2 separate regions of the Mus musculus genome follow, and region 2 is linked to region 1. A link is a contact called in public HiChIP or PLAC-seq data. All regions are on one chromosome and are shown on one strand. The core of a region is the stretch at or near the end of the contact, and the rest is flanking DNA. Distances in the headings are between cores, read along the strand shown. Region 1 overlaps Aff3 (AF4/FMR2 family, member 3). Region 2 has its middle 35 kb from the start of Gm34596.

What was found. HiChIP or PLAC-seq counts read pairs in DNA pulled down with a chosen protein or histone mark.
Region 2: a contact with region 1 is called in an H3K4me3 HiChIP or PLAC-seq map of the SCID.adh cell line, with 13 read pairs. The contact joins two enhancer-like sites. A contact is called at or near these places in 6 of 39 promoter capture datasets (the C10 cell line, the HPC-7 cell line, cranial neural crest and 3 more), 2 of 484 Hi-C or Micro-C datasets (DN3 thymocytes and the G1E-ER4 cell line), 6 of 115 datasets of contacts at active chromatin or transcription factors (the 230-238 cell line, CD8 T cells, the SCID.adh cell line and 2 more) and 1 of 9 other capture datasets (embryonic stem cells).

Annotation. Positions count from the first base shown.
Region 1 is chr1:38,393,232-38,396,550 of GRCm38.p6, reverse strand. All of the region lies in intron 5 of Aff3 (AF4/FMR2 family, member 3), which reads left to right. Among named protein-coding and RNA genes, the nearest start is that of Gm16150, 180 kb to the right of the region's middle. Within about 2 kb of position 1,825, at least 74 of the 459 cell types and tissues checked have an H3K27ac peak or open chromatin away from gene starts, as enhancers often do. A contact at or near this core is called in DN3 thymocytes, the G1E-ER4 cell line, the HPC-7 cell line and 1 more, where this site is marked.
Region 2 is chr1:38,663,845-38,667,127 of GRCm38.p6, reverse strand. No RefSeq gene overlaps it. Among named protein-coding and RNA genes, the nearest start is that of Gm34596, 35 kb to the right of the region's middle. Within about 2 kb of position 1,312, at least 106 of the 459 cell types and tissues checked have an H3K27ac peak or open chromatin away from gene starts, as enhancers often do. A contact at or near this core is called in DN3 thymocytes, the G1E-ER4 cell line, the HPC-7 cell line and 1 more, where this site is marked.

The DNA of each region.
Region 1 (3,319 bases), core at 576-3,075:
GCACACAGATCTCTGAAAAATAATTTCTAACATAGATAATGATAGCTTGACGATAGAAGAGATAGAGACTTGAAAGATGAGAGCATCTATTCTGGGAACTATTATATATTTTAAATAAGGCATCATTCTTTACCTATCTGATCTTACAGATATTTAGCTCATTTGAACTAAAAAAACTTAGAAAGCCAATTTTTTCTGAAATTGGCTTTAAAATATCAAGAACAGAGGGGGCAGAGGATAAACTCATTCCCTGCCTCTGATACAGAAAGCCCTGGGTTTTAAAAAAAAAAAAAAACTTCATTCTTATTATCAGTCTATGACACAACAGTTTAAAACTCTAGGCTTTGGCTACCTGTAAATATTTTCAAGTACAGATTTGTTGCAGATATGAACTCCACACTTGAAATCACCGTGGTATTTCATCCTAATGAGCATGTTTCAGACTACTTACATATGTTTGTCTCCTCTCCAAGTTTAGCTTTTCCATCTCAAGGAATAATTTATATGTGGGGTCATTTCTTTAAATATGCATTTAAAATTCATTTTAACAGTATGTACTTGTAAGAGGACAAAACAGATGGGCTTTTTAAAGTTTAAAGTTAGCAAGAATTGCTGTTGAACACTTGTTTTTAAATGATCAGCTCCTGAGTCCTACCTCAGCCATGTCTCAGAAAACCAAATTAGAGATTAAGGGCCTGGTGAGGCCAAGGCTGACCTCCATGGTCTTCAAATACAGAGCCTCAGAAGAGTGTTGATGCTCACCAGAGGAAAGGGGAAGATGGAGAAAAGAATCCCCAGGCATCGTGTGTTCTGAGAATGATGTAACCCAGAAAAGAAGCCACAACAGGTCCCCTTCCATTAGGGAGAGAGCCCCCCTCCGCTCTGCCAACAGGCTTCATCATCTTGACTTTTTAACTTTTCATTTCCTTGCCTGCTCATTGAAGTCATCACTACATCCTGCCTGACCTGAGCCCCGAACTCGGGAGGGAAAAAGGCGAGATGTAAACGTAGCTGGTTATTGTTGTATGAAAGGAGGAGCCGGCCCATTGTGTGTGAATAAAGAAGAGGTTCCAGGAGTGTGAGAGACAAGTGCTGATGCTGGGGGGTGGGGGTGGAGGTCACGGTAGCCGGAATCATCTAGAAAGATTGTCAGCAGCCCTTGGATGGTAAGATGATTAATCACTTTAGCACAAAAGAACACAAAGGGAGACTTGTTCGGAGTAGGCCGGGGATGGAGCGTCAGCTCCAGGTGCCATGGGGCTCCTCTGTTTAATAAGGTTTTTTTTTTTCAAGTATGTGCCACATCAAAAGCAAAAGCACATGCCTCTACAGGAAACTCAACTAAAGGGCCAGAGAACAAAGTAGTAAGTCAGAAGGAATATTTAAGAAACAAGATTAGCAATCATTTGGGTTTGAAAATCCCTCCACCCAAAGCCTACTGTGTTAGTGTCAGGAAAACTCACAGACCTTCAGAGGACATGTCCTGAACCCTTTACCCATAAACATGAAAGGAAATATCCGAGGCTAAACAAGTTCCATGATTGGAAGTATGCTTCAATTATTCCACTATTCCCTGCAGCCTGGCTTAACATGTGCTGCTGGGGTGTCCTTCACATGAGTTACCCGTGTTCCCTCATTGTAGTGCCCTCCCTGTCTTCCAGGTAGAAAGAGAGAGGTAGAGGCCATAGCACACAGAGCAGAGTTTAAACTGAGGTCTCCCACTGTGCAGCCTGGGGCTCTTTTATACCCTGCAGAGTACAGCCAGTCCTCTGTTCCCACAGGCTCCCCAGGCCTGTGGAGCATAGGAACGAGTCCTGAAAGCAGCTCCACAGTCTGAATGGTGTGCCAAGGCTGTCGCTGAGTGTGTGTGATGTGTGGGTGTGGCCCCTGCAGCCTCCACCTCCTCACAGATCCCAGGCTCTCTCCAGCGATTCAAGTGTGGTGTCCGCTGCCTCGTGCCTCAGTGCTGAGCCATGATGTGAGACCTAGTATGTCCACATCTGTGCTTACATGCTTAGACTTGCTCCATGTCACTAGTCATTGTTCAACACATTGTGTTGGGTATTCTAGTCATCTAGAGATGACATAAACCATATGGGAAGGCATTTGTAGGTTTTGTACAAAAACCGTACCGTGTTACACAAAGGATTTGAGCATTTACAGATCTGCATGCCTTCAGGGGACCAATCCCCAGTGGCTACCCAGGAACAACTGTGTTAAAAAAACAAAACAAAACAAAAACCAATCGCATGTTTTTAAACATCCGACTGACTGTTGCGCAAGTACCTCAAGACCCTTGGATCTAGTCTACCTCACTCCCTTCAGCCTGAAGAAGACACATCATGGCTGCTTTGACTGTTTCTGTTTGTGGAGGGTAGGAGGGGGCTGCTAACTGTTCCTGAAGTATAGGACCGAGGCTTTGGATGTCTAAGCCACCCCATGAAGGAACTGTGCAAGCAGAGAGACACTTTGATAGTCCCTGTGTGTCAGCCTGGAGCATACATAATCAGTTATTTAACAACACACCTCAAAATGCCAGACTTTTTTTTTTCTTTTTTCTTTTTTTTTTTTTTTTTGCAATGGCCTGGGTGGTTACTACTCTCTGGGAGCCCTGTGGTACACGGTAGTCCCCTTGTCACCTCAGGAAGAGCAGCACTGGATCTCAGGGGGAGGAGAAGGCAAAGACCCAGAGTAAGGACCCAGCAGGTGGGACTGCAGTGCAGAAGCCACCGCCCTCCTGGCTGCCAGGGGAAGAGTTTCCAGCTGAGTCTGCCTTAAGCAGTAGCTTACTGAGCATGTGACTTAGAGCCAGTGCAGACTGCAGTGTGGGGCACACTCATTTTCCCAGGGAAAGCCGCTGTTCTCATCCACTGTTGCATATGCCTGGAACGGCTCCTGCTAGATACATTTTCGAACTCACGTGTCCCAGTGAATCAGCATGTCTAACAGCGTGTCTTCATTCATTACATGTGCTTCTGGAGGAGAGCTCTGTAAACCTGTGACTAGAACAAACATTTTATTTTGGAACTGACAGCCGTTAGCTGCCTTCGTTCTTACTGTTGAAATGACGTTTCAGATTTGTTAGAAATGACGCTGACTTGAAATCTCAGTATAGAACATATAGTTCTAGGATATTTGCTAATTTTTTTTTTTTGCTAAAGTATTACTGATTATAGGAAAGACTTAACATTAGTATGAACTTCCCTGAGGAATTTAAATACTTGCTTAGTTTCTTTACAACTTGGCCCTAATTTGTAAGACAAAAGTGTTAAAAAAAAATCTTTTGAAATTGCTTGTCAAACAATAAAACACAAAGAAT
Region 2 (3,283 bases), core at 63-2,562, 270 kb before region 1:
GAGAGGAGAGGAGTCACTCAGAGTGGTTTCAGAGATGGAACTGACTTTTTGATTACAGGTTGAAGGCTTTTAGGGAAAGGGACGAATCCAGGCGAATTCTTCAGTTTTGGTTTGGGAACAGGAGAAAGGTTTACTTCTGCCCAGGGAATCCGCACGGCTGACGGCAGAACTGTAACACTATGTAACGGGACAGGGGAGTCTCTAGTTAGACCCTGGATTCCATCCAATATATACATAAAGAAGGCTGCGCTCAAATAAAGAAAACTCGGTGTGAAAAGGGAGGAAGCTGGGTTAGCAGAAGGCAGACATAGACGCAGGAAGAGGGGCGATGAGGGGCAAGGAGGGGACACAGTGGGAAGGGTTCACAGGCTGTGTGATGAGGGGTGAGGAATGGAGAGGGCAGAGTCTCATTCTGATCCATTGATCCTGAGGTTCCTGGGAGACATTCAGGAAGAACAGCAGAGACTTGTAAACAGCCAGACACTGGCTTGGCAAGGAACATGGAGAGACTCTATGGGGCCACCCATGGAGAACATAAACCAAGAGCCTGGAGAACCGGGCCTGGGAAGAGCACAAATCAAGATTGTCGCTGAGGAATGGAAGTCTGCCAGAGAGAGAGAAAAATGGCCTGACAGAAGCCAGGAGAATGTGGAGTCATGGTGGCCAAAGGGAAAGTTCCAGAAGAGAGGAAATGCTCCCTAGTATCAAACACTGTGGAGAAAGGAGAATGAGCAGACAGACAGCACAGTTACCTGTCCTCTGGAAATCTCCCTGTTAGCAGGAGAATGTCAAGACGAATGAGTGTGCAGGGGACAGCAGGATAGACAAGAAGGCCCAGCCCCGACGGATGCATGGGAGATAAGGAGCTGAAACCTTCAGGGAGTATATTCTCACATCTTTATATTTTTCCACTGGTACTGTTTCTCCTTCCCCTGTGAGCCTTTGTTCTGGAAAGTTCTAGGAAACCATTACACTCTAGAGGCTAGATTAAGTTTTAGTCCTGGTTTCTTAGATGTCCAGGCAGTTGGAGATCCGGGAGAGCTTTGACAAGAAACTAAATCTGGCTTCAGGGAGTTGGCTAAAGGGCAAAGCACTTGGCATGTGACTATAATGGACAGAGTTCAGATTCCCAGCACCCACATAAATGCCAAATGGGCATAGGGGCCTACTTATAATCCAAGCAAGAGGGAGGTGAAGATGGAAAACTTTGGAGCAACCTGGCTAGCTAGACTAACCTAAGCCCCAGCTCAACCAGAGACCTTGCTTCAGTGTGGAAAGTAGAGAGAACACTTGAGGAAGACAGCTGACATCAGCCTCTGACGTCAGCCTCTGATCTCCACATGTGTGATGGTTTGACTATGCTTGGCCTAGCAAGAGGCACTATTAGGTGGTGTGGCCTTGTTGGAGTAGGTGTGGGTGTGGCCTTGTGGGAATGGGTATGGCTTTGATGGAGTGAGTGTGGCCTTGTTGGAGGAAGTGCCACTGTGGGGGGTGGGCTTTGAGACCCTCCTCTCCTAGCTGCCAGAAAGACAGTCTGCTCTTGGCTTTCTTTGGATGAAGATATAGAACTCTCAGCAGTTCCTGCACCCTGCCTGCCTGGATGCTGCCATGCTTCCTGCCATGATGATAATGGACTGAACCTCTGAATTGTAAGCCGGCCCCAATTAAATGTTGTCCTTATAAGAGTTACCTTGGTCATGGTGTCTATTGACAGAAATGTATGTGCCTGACCTCCACGTAAATGCACAGGCACCTATATATACACATGCATGTACACACACACACACACACACACACACACACACACACACATACAGAGGAGGAAAAAAAGGATGCTAAATAGCCTACTAAGATCAGTACCTGGTAAGAGTATACGGGATTCTAGAATGTTCCAGGATGTTTTTTCAACATTCCTTTTAGGGTTAGGTGGGAGTGAAACAGACCTTTGCCCCTGGCCACCATGACTGTGTATCTCAATCTATGTTCTTGTCAGGAGATCTCTCAAGCTGTGTGTCCAGGCTCTGTTACCAGTCTGCCCTGGGGCGGGTAGGAGCAGGGGGCTGGGTGTCTGCCGTAGTCCGTCGCCTCCACACTTTCACATCCTCTATCAACACCTGCACACTTGGGTGGTGACCACACAAGCTCTTCCTGTTTGTGCAGAAAGTGCCATTCAGAACGCTTGCCAGCGAGGAGGGATCCGTACACAGAAGAGAGAAGCCGAACAATTTATTTGGAACAGGAAAAAAATAAAACCAAGAGTGTGTTGAGAGGTAAGTGGGTCTGTGTCTCGGTACTTTCGGGAGTTGTGGGTGAAGCCTAGGACTGTGCACTCGGGCGCCTCAGGGCCCGACAGTTGAGAGCATTCCTAGCCTGCTCCATAGAGAGAATCGTGACCTGGTGCATGGCTAGATAATGGGACAGGCAGATGTGGAACATAACCAGGGAAGGTCATAACGTGTGTGTGTGTGTGTGTGTGTGTGTGTGTGTGTGTGTGTGTGTGTGTGTATGCATGTGTGGCATGCAAAGAAGACACAATCTAGAGGTAAACATGTTCTCACATACATCTGTGATGCCAATTGGGCCCAGTGGTCTTAGGCAATATGTCTGAACCTCATGTAGGTCACCAGCTATACCTCAATGAAAGAACCCAAGTCAAGGTCCCAGGGAGGATCTGAGGGTGGCCTTGCCGGTGACTTCAGGACCTACACAAAGGAGACTGTGGGAAGCCTAAGGCCACTCTCCCTCATGCAAACGTAACTTAATGCAACAGTTAACAACACTATCCGTGTAGCTCGTGTATTCACACAAGGAACATTATGTATACACACACACACACACAAATGCACACACACACTCTAGTATTCATATCCAGGAACACACATCACACGATATCAAATAACACAGCAGCTATATTTTTTTAGAGACCAAAGAAAACAATTAGTATAACGAAGGGCTTTTTTTTCTACATGTGATTCCTTGTTACTCAAATGTTACAAATTACAAAACATGCCATCGTGTTTAGATGTGCATTTCCCAGAGTTGTCCATTCAAAGCACAACAATCCTCCTACAAGACAGGGTGATGTGGGTAGCGTGGGGCCTGGCACTACAAGAGCGACAGCTGAAGGGCAAATGTCCACAGATCAAGCAAGCGGTGGTAAACTCATCCGAGTGTCATTTGTACAAACTAAGTAATCAATGTTAGAAAGCATCTCCTGTTTTTACCAAACGTATCTGTTTCCTGGTGGAAATGTAGAGGTTTGCTAACTGCACAGAATCGTCTT